3 separate regions of the Neogale vison genome follow, and regions 2 and 3 are each linked to region 1. Evidence: chromatin contacts called from public Hi-C data. All regions are on one chromosome and are shown on one strand. The core of a region is the stretch at or near the end of the contact, and the rest is flanking DNA. Distances in the headings are between cores, read along the strand shown. Region 1 holds the start of LIX1 (protein limb expression 1 homolog). Region 2 holds the start of ERAP1 (endoplasmic reticulum aminopeptidase 1). Region 3 holds the start of ERAP2 (endoplasmic reticulum aminopeptidase 2).

What was found. A called contact is a pair of places that touch in the nucleus more often than the background predicts.
Region 2: a Hi-C map of fibroblasts shows a contact between it and region 1, with 5 times the contacts expected there. The contact joins the promoter of ERAP1 here to the promoter of LIX1 in region 1. A contact is called at or near these places in 2 of 3 Hi-C or Micro-C datasets (fibroblasts and muscle).
Region 3: a Hi-C map of muscle shows a contact between it and region 1, with 7 times the contacts expected there. The contact joins the promoter of ERAP2 here to the promoter of LIX1 in region 1. A contact is called at or near these places in 2 of 3 Hi-C or Micro-C datasets (fibroblasts and muscle).

What each region holds. Positions count from the first base shown.
Region 1 is chr1:196,224,962-196,227,968 of ASM_NN_V1, reverse strand. It overlaps LIX1 (protein limb expression 1 homolog), which reads right to left and starts at 1,404. Exons shown (of 8, transcript XM_044265035.1): 1 at 1-1,404. It overlaps RIOK2 (serine/threonine-protein kinase RIO2), which reads right to left. Exons shown (of 10, transcript XM_044265023.1): 10 at 1,549-1,827. The coding sequence ends at 1,663.
Region 2 is chr1:196,548,701-196,551,707 of ASM_NN_V1, reverse strand. ERAP1 (endoplasmic reticulum aminopeptidase 1) reads right to left here and starts at 1,441. Exons shown (of 19, transcript XM_044265105.1): 1 at 1,150-1,441. LOC122900965 (a long non-coding RNA gene) reads left to right here and starts at 2,010. Exons shown (of 3, transcript XR_006383340.1): 1 at 2,010-2,041.
Region 3 is chr1:196,484,287-196,487,293 of ASM_NN_V1, reverse strand. ERAP2 (endoplasmic reticulum aminopeptidase 2) reads left to right here and starts at 1,607. Exons shown (of 19, transcript XM_044265073.1): 1 at 1,607-1,666. All of the region lies in intron 1 of LOC122917330 (a long non-coding RNA gene), which reads right to left.

The sequences.
Region 1 (3,007 bases), core at 155-2,654:
TACGGGTGTTTTAAAACATGAGGGTTACATGCCGATAAGGCAAACTGACTTCTAATTGATGGCTACTCAAAAACATCTTTTAGAAATTGTCGTGATTACACACTGGGTCATTTGTTTAGATTTGTGCATTTGACTAATTTGTTCTGAAAACCACAGGAAATCTCAGGCTATTAAGAGCTATGTTTACTTGCCTTCAATGTTCCTTAAGTAGCAGCATGTTTTTTATGTAGTAGGTACCCAAAAGTAGACTACATCAACTCAGTAAAACTGAGGGTGAAGTCATATAGCTTTATTCCCAGTTTACCTTAGACATTCTAACAACAGTATATATTACAAGATAAATATTCTATGGTTCTATTAAGCTGTCTTCAACACCATTTTATTCTATTAAAATGTTTTAAAATAGATTTATTTAGTAAATGCTTTAAAGGCACACCTAAAATTCAAAGCTAGGTAAACACTTCAAAATTAGTGTATTTTTACACTACAAAATTAGTTAATTTTTAGAGGAATTGAATGAGATACTTTCTTGCATCTCCATTATTAAAGGTAATTTATTAGATGATAGGTCTTGCAAATAGCAGAATGAATTTTACAAAGGTGAAAGGGTATCTGCTGTCTTTATCATTCTTGGAAATAAATCTGTTATTTTTATCACAGATCCAAGTAATTTTAGGATCATCGGCCAGGTGACTGTGGAGTGACACTGCCATCTAGTGGCTATTTTTCACCATAGGCGATGTCCCTTTTGGCCCACTGGGCAATGTTGAGGAGATTTGAATTCATCATCAGGTACACACACTTTAGCACCCATCTTCACATCTCAGTGGATCATGAAGTCTTTGAGGGAGGAACCATGTCTTATGTATTTTCTTTCTCTCCTGTGCTAAGTATTTGCTACTGTCAAATATTTCTTTAATGTTTAGGACCCACCCAGCTAAGTTTTCATTCCTCATCCTGTCTACCTCCTCCCACACCTAACTCTTCTGCTTAGGCCTGCATAAAAACTGGCAAATGTGGAAACTGGTGAGACCATGGCAACTTTTTGTTCTCATGACTGCATTACCAATGTAAAAAGCAAAAAATAAAATTATGCATTATGTGGCTGATTCTTAATACTGGAAACTAAAAAAAATAGATTACAGTAAATTCTTCTAGTGGTTAGATGGAATGCAACCAAATCGTTAGAACAGCAGAAAGATAAACATCGTTACAATTTCATTCTAATAATTTCATTCTAATACAAATTCATTAAACTTTAAGGAATGTTTATAAAGTGCCAGGCATTGTTCTAAGTGCTTTCTGTATATTACCTTATGTAGTCCTCAAAACAACCCACAAAGTAGTTAGAACAAAAAACAACAACAACAACAACAACAAAAATATATATATATTTTTAAATACCCAGATATTCCTAATAAAGATTATTTTGAAAAAAAAATTTTGGCAGATTTACCAGTCACCTAAAATACTTGGAAGAATTAGATTGCTTTAGCAGAATTACTATAATTATTCTTTGGAAGACACATACTAAATGAATCAAATTAATAGGAGAAAGAGAGTTTATTTATTTATATATCTGTCTTGGTCTAGAAAAGACTACAGGGGGCTTAAAAAGGGATCCTAATAACTTTCTGAAAAATATTTAAGATCTTAAATATATTACTCTCCCCAAAAGTTGGCTGCTTCTAAGCTTGACTTAATATTTTGCATGTTTTCTCTTCGTTGTTTTGTAAATATATTTGCTTCTCCTTTTTGCAATCGACGTCTGATAGCTGATTTTTGCTGTTTCGTCAACTGACGTTTCACCTTCTGTTTCACCATTTCCTGGAAAGATTTAATGAGTTAGTATTACCGATAACTGACCACTATGATAAGGAGTAAATATTCAATAAAACAAAGATTTACATTGTTAATATTTTTTAAAATTTATTAAGAGCATGAATTTCTTGAATTCCAAATACTGACAGTCCTATATGAACCAACAATAAAATAAACACAAACTAATGGTTACAAAATAGGAGAAATTAAATTACTAACAGAAATACAGATTAGAGCAAAAAGTAATACGCAATTCTTTGACTAACAAATCTCCATAGTGCCACCTAGTGTCCATCAGGAAAACTGAAACCAAAAAAGGAAAACCAAAAAACCCAAGATAAAAACTGTTTCTCTGTGTTCAAGATAAAAGTAGAAATGGTGCTGCAGTAGAAAAGTGTGTTGGAAAGCATTCACAACTGGTCAAAATGTATCCAAGAGTCTTTCTAACTTCAGGTATAGGGATGACCTGATGGCAGCATTTACATGAAAAAGTCTTTATACAATTCTTGGGAAATGTAGAATAATTTCTCAATATAAATTCAAATGATTTCTTGTTAAGACTCAGGCTCCTAGTGTCACTTACAATATAAATAAAAAGTTTGAATATTCTGTTCCCAATAACCTTTTCTTCATCTGTAGCACTACTGCCTGTTTTTAAATTGTATATAACTTTGTATCATCCAATTTATTTCCTAAAAAAGAGATACTGCAATGGTTGAAGCAAGAGTCTCTTTTTAATATGCCTCAACCTAGGCTAGGCACAAAAAACTTATTAAATATCTTTCAAGTTAAAAAATTAAAGCATAACAGGCAAAAAGGGGCTAGAAGAATTAGTCTGCCTAATAGACTATTTCTTGGGTTGTATATTTGTACTATAAAACTTTGGACCAGGTTAGTTAAATGGAGACTTTGCATTATTTAACACAGTTAAGGACACTACACTCAGTCAACAGGCTTTAACAAGTTATCCTTCTTAATTTTAGTCTTAATGATTCTCAATGGGAAAAAAGGCACGAGAATAAAGGATAGAAACAGATGGAAGAATCAGAATTCAAGTCCCTGCAGAAAACCCCTTGAGATGCAGTCACCCAAACCAGTAAGGGAGGAGACTTAGAAGGAACTGGTATCCCGAAGTTTCAGAACTGAAAGCTGTAGGATTGGCTGAAAGTTTAGAACAAGTGTGACT
Region 2 (3,007 bases), core at 192-2,691, 320 kb before region 1:
CAGGCAAGAAGGAGGAGGCAGAGGCAACAGATCCTGGATTAGCTCAGCCTTCCCTTTATTAGAACACTCCTCAATGTGGAATCTACCGCCAACAGGTAAGGGACTTTCTCCCAAAATGTTCTGAATGATGAAATTAACAGGCATTGTAATAGTTCGTCACTGCTGGCAAACAAACAAAAAATGCTAAATTAACCTGAATATTCTTTTTTAACGAATTAGAATTTTTTTCATTTAGGCCCACCTGAAAATGGGCTATGGTACCAGCACCATTCCAAATCCTTGGGAAAAGCAAAGCACTGGCCAAATTTTTAAAGGTTTTTGTTCTTGTTTTTCCTCCTGAGTTGAGAGCAGATGATACTCTGGGCATCTGCCAGAAAACTGAGCTTTTCTTACTGAACCCGACCTACACAAAGAACCTCCGGAAAAACGGCAAGGAAGGGACTGCTCTTCTCCTTCCATGAAATTACCTTGCAGGCCCCCCTGGCAAATAACGCACCCAGAGAGGAAACTTTAGTTTGCTCCAACAGTAGAACTTTATCTGAATAAAACTCAGCTAGAGCCAGAGTGAAGGGAAGACAATTGCTGGGAGTTTAAGTACAGAAGAAGCAAGGAAAGAACTGATCTTGGGGACATTCATGGACTCTGATCCTTCAACACGCCCAACCAGAAGTTAATGCCAAGCCACGTTCGCTTCTCGGCCAGCTATCCCCAAAGTACCCTTCTCAGCCGAACGCGCCGTCCTCCCGCCCCCTCCATCTGGCGCCACTCGCGAGGCGGGGGGGATCCGGAGGCTGGCAGGAGGCCAGCGGCGAGGCGCGCACCGCAAGGAGGCTCCCGCGGGTCGGGAAGTAGCGTGGCCGCGAGAACGCGCGGATCAGGCGCACTGGCCCTGAGCCCCCCCGCGTTCTCCCGCCCGAGAAGGACCCGAGCAAGGCTAGGCTGGTCGCCCAACACAGCGCCTCCCCGCGGACCCGGGCCCCGGGTACCACGACTCTCCCCCACCCGGCGTCCCCCCGCCTCGCTCTCCTCCGCCGCGTGCCACGAGTCTTCGGGCCTCCCCGGCGGGCACCCGGAGGTTGCCGGGACCGAGCCCTTCTCCAGCCCCGCGACCGCTCCCCGAGGGGTGCCCTGGGGACCTGCGCGCTGTACCTGGGGGGTGGTCTGCGACGCGACCAGCTCGCCCTCGCGCCGCTGCCGCCGGCCTCCCCTACCCCGGAACAGAAAGTGAAAGCGGAGCCCGGGCAGCGGCGCGAGCGCGCCAGGTGCGCGTCGGACGGGGCGCTCCTAACGGGCGCCGGAGAACCCCCAGCGGAGGCGGGAGCTGGGGAAGGAGAAAGCTGGCCGTGGGGGCGCGCGGAGGCCGCGGGACCCCGGACGGTAATTCACAAATGCGTGCTGCGCGCAAGGGAAACGGCCGCGTTGCAGTACGGGGGGGTCGGTGGGGAGGAGCACTCCTGCCCGAACGCAGATCATTCTGAGTGTGTCTTTGTGGCTGTAGCTTTCGACGGTTACCCTTCGGCGCAGCGAGGGCTTAGAAAGCGTTAAGAAGGGGTGGGTGTTGCGGAAAGTGACCCAGGCTGGACTCCAGCTCGCCCCTCCAAGGAGTCTGCACGCGCTCCGCGCCAGTTGGACTCAAGAGGTGTCCATCATCTCGTCTCTGCAAATGGGCTGCGAGCTCGTGGCCCGCCTCCGAAAGATACCGGAGCCGCCCAGCAACTCATTCTGGGAAATGCTGAATCCTTGGGCATTTAATAGAGGAGAGTTACGCTAGGAGGTGCTTCCGGGTAGGAAGGGGATACGGATAGCCTCCCAGGAACTTCCCCGCCACCCCCTAGGGACTCTCGGGCCTCCAAGATTTGATGCTCCCCACATTAAAACATTTCCTCTGCTTTTTCAAATCAGATAACCATTTCTCCGCTCCCCTTAGAACATGAAACTGGACTGAAATGTCCAAAAAAGCCCATCTTTTAAACAATTGAGGGTAAATGAGATAACAAGACAAGAAAACACAGGCTTCATATTGATCAAATGCTACAAGTTGGTGAGTGGACCAACACCTCCGGGATCTTTTTCTTACTGTACTCAGACTTTCTCCTCTCTTTTCTTTCCTAGCCTTCCCTTTGAGAGTTTGGGGTTTCAAGTCACTGGAACAGTATTTCTCAACTTTTATTTCTCAATTTTATGTTCGTTTTGAAAAATAACAAAGTATATTTTGTTCTGCATATTCTCTCCAGTCAAGGATATTTTGTAATATAAAAATAACATTCCGTCCCCAGCCCCAAACAGGGTGAGAGCAAGGCAAGTTGTTTTCTTTACAGTTCAGCAAGAAATGGGCTTTGGGATTAGGTGATTTTTTCTTCATTTGCAATTGTGGCAGGTGTGTCAGCCCATCGCTATAGCCTCCAAGGCCTCCAGATGTCAGTGAGTGATCTGCTTTGCTCAGATGAGAACTTCTTATGCAGTAAATTCATGCATGCTTTGTGGGAGGGGCAAATGGAAGATCTCCAACACGGCATATTGAACAATAGCAGGTGTTCCCTAAGAATCTAACAAACCCCTTAGCAGGAACTGTGATCACTTTCCAATTCACCTGTTCACTGAAAGCAACAAATAATAAATAAAGCCAACCTCATTTTGTGTTTAGTATGCATGTAATTAAAAAGATGGAAAAGAAGAATGAAATAGCCAAAATGTCCAGTGACATTTTAAAGACTAATGTCTATGTTGCTTCAGTGAGGGTTGAACCACAGAGAACAGAATCCTTTCAAGTTCTTTAATGAAAAAAGAATTTATTGCCGGCTTTTACATGACTTACATAATAATCATTCGGAAGTTTTAAGAACACACACTAGGGGGAGCTTCCAAGAACAATTTCCAAAGCCATAATGTAGAACTTGGCCACCATTGGAACTAGTTCTCTTGCCACAACTCAGAAGCCATCTGCTCAGTTGGGCGGCAGCTAGCACAGGGGATGGCTTCGGAACCATGTCATGATGTTACAGTCTGT
Region 3 (3,007 bases), core at 358-2,857, 260 kb before region 1:
GTGGCAGTCAGCATGCCTGCAGGTAGGAGGGCTCTTCTTTTACTTTTGATCATTTTATATTTTTTGAAGATTTCATTTTATTTAATTGAGAGAGAGAGAGAGAGCATGAGCAGGGGGAAGGGTAGAGGAGGAGGGACAGCAGACTGTCCGCTGAGCAGAGCCTGACAGGAGGCTCGATCCCAGGACCCTGAGATCAGGACCCGAGCTGAAGACTGAGGCTTCTCCGACAGAGCCACCCAGGCGTCCCAAGAGTGCAGCTGTGTTAGAGAGAGCCACTAAGGAGAGTCTGAATGAGGAACGGTTCAAAGGCCAGGTAAAGTGAAAGAGTAAGATATGTGAATTCTCTGGGCCACAAACATCCCAAAGCTTATTCAGTTATCAGGAAAAAAAAAAAAATTAGGACCCCATTTTGGTGAGAAACAGTTCTAAGTAATAAGCTGGGAAGTCACCTGGAACTTCCTCAACTTTGTCTTCTGAAGCCCAGACCCAGAACCCTGTTCTCCTGGGCGGGGCAGAGTTCTGAGAACACACTGAGCTGGGCCCTGTGACGGAGAATGTCACCAAAGTACCCCCTGCTTCCTCTACAACTTTTGCCCCTTCCCTCCCCTGCTGCAGAATTACATACCCAAGAGTCAGCCAGTGGTGCCTTCTCTTCTTTGCCCCCTCCCCACAACACACACCTGTTTCCAGTCAACCTCCCCACCCACCCCACTATGCCCCTCTAACTAGACACAATGCCACCCTTAGGGTCCCCATTCAACCCTGTGCCTCTAGCCCTCGGTGGAGGCCACCTCTTGGACATTCGCTCCTCTGCTTTATCAAATCATTTATCCAGGTTGACATAAAAAAAAAAAAAAACCCAAAAGAGAAAAAAAAATTAAGGCATGAGATTTAGCTAAGATCGAATCATGGCAGTACTTGAATGTTGAGCCAAAGCACGGGTTGCAAATTCTAATGTGTGGCAGGACGAGGCACGAACACCAGAACATGAGGACAGGCTGTTGGACAGTAAGAGTCAAGCTTGTTATGTTTCCCTTGAGAATAGTACTGGCGTGAAGGCATTGCCCTTTAATGCACTAGGATCTAAACAAAACCACCAGACAGAGCATGAGAGAGTCTGTGGGGTCCTCCGTGGTCTCCACATGGGGACCTGCCTCTCTGTGTAAACAGGATGAAACGCCAGGAAGGTCTGAAGCTTGGCACGCCATGATCAAGCAGTAGCGTCAAGGATGAGTCCGGGGCTGGCACCAGACCAGTAAACTGCCAGACCTGACCTTGAGGAGCCAGGGAGACCTGATTGAAGGTCATTGTGAGAAGTAATGAGGACCTAGACTACTCTAATGACTAGAGGCATTGTTTAAAATTTGAAAAGAAAGAAATTGAAAGTGAAGAATCAAAAGGAATTTGTAACAAACTGGAGAGGGGCCGAATCAAAACAATTATATGGTCTTTTCACAGAGGACGGAGGAGGGCTTGAAGCAGGGGAAAGTCTCGTGCCTTTTGGGCTAAAGCTCTTGTCCTAAGCCCTTCTATAGTTCGTCTATACTCTAACGAACCAGCCAGTGTTGTAATCAGTAGGCATGCTAAGTTCCGGTTCCTACCAGAACAGAAAGTGAAATCAAAAGTAGATTCCCCTTCATTCAAATCTGCAACAGCGTGGATTAAGGTAACTCCTCAACATTTCTCTTCCATTTTTCTTAAGACTCAGAACTTTTCAGTGAGGATAATTACTGGAACTTAAGGTATAAAACTGCTGTATTGAGGAGATCTTGTCATGTTGAGTGAGGCTCCCGAGAAAGGGGGTGGGGGGAATCTGGCACTGCATCCTGGGCATGTGGGTGAGGTTAAGGTTGGGACTTGATTTAAGAATCCTTCAGCTTTACTGACTCACTCTCTCTTCCAGAGATTTCTTAGCTTTTCCCAAACATTTCCTGCAATTCTTGTCTTGGATCCCAGGACATTTTTTTCACTGAAGTGCTATTGAATATAAAGGAAAGTCCCCAGACTAAGGGTCAAGGGCTCTATTTTCATCCCAATTTTGCTTGAAATTTCCCATGTGATTTTGGTAAAATCACTTCCCCTCAGTTTCTTCGCCAGGACACCAAAGACATATTAGCTGGCTTTTCAAGTCCTTACTGAGCTAAGGCTAAAGGCTATACGAATATAAGTAAATAGCAAGACCTTTCTCTCCAGTCTTACCAGTAAAATACAGCTTTCTTGGAGTGTGTCTGCTGCAAGTGGAGACGGAAATAGTCCTTAATCTATGCCAGAGAATTCAAGTAATAGTAATCACAGTAATGGTTTAATATTTAACATTTATTATGTGCTTTGTATTTACTAATTATGGTGCTATGCCAAAATCTTCGCATGAATTCTTTTTTTTTTTTTAAGATTTTAATTATTTATTTGAGAGAGAGAGAGAGACCACAGAGGCAGAGGGGGGAGCAGGCTCCGAGCAGAGAGCCCAACGCAGGGCTGAATCCCAGAACCCTGAGACCATGACCTGAGCTGAAACCGAGTTAGACGCTCAACAGAGTGAAACACCCAGGCACTCCTAGCCACCATTTAATGCTTATTTGAAAAAGATGGAAGTGTCATCATCTTTTCAATTAAAAAAATCTTCCTCAGCTTTATTGAGATATAACTGACATTATAACCTTGTGTAAGTTTAAAGTGTCCAACACTTTGGGTGCCTGGGTGGCTCAGTTAGTTAAGCGTCTGCTTTTGGCTCAGGTCATGATCCCAAGGTCCTGGGATTGGAGCCTCGCATCAGGCTCTGCACTCATTGGGGAGTCTTCTTCTCTGTCTCTCTCTGTTGCTTGTCCTGCTTGTACTCTCTCTGTCTCTGTCAAATAAATGAATTTTAAAAATCTTAAAAAAAAATAAAGTGTACAACACCTTGATTTGATACATTTTTATATTGCAAAATGATTACCACCGTGGCATCAGCTAACACCTCCATCCCATCTCATAATCACCACTTCTTTTTTGTAGTGAGAAAGTCACG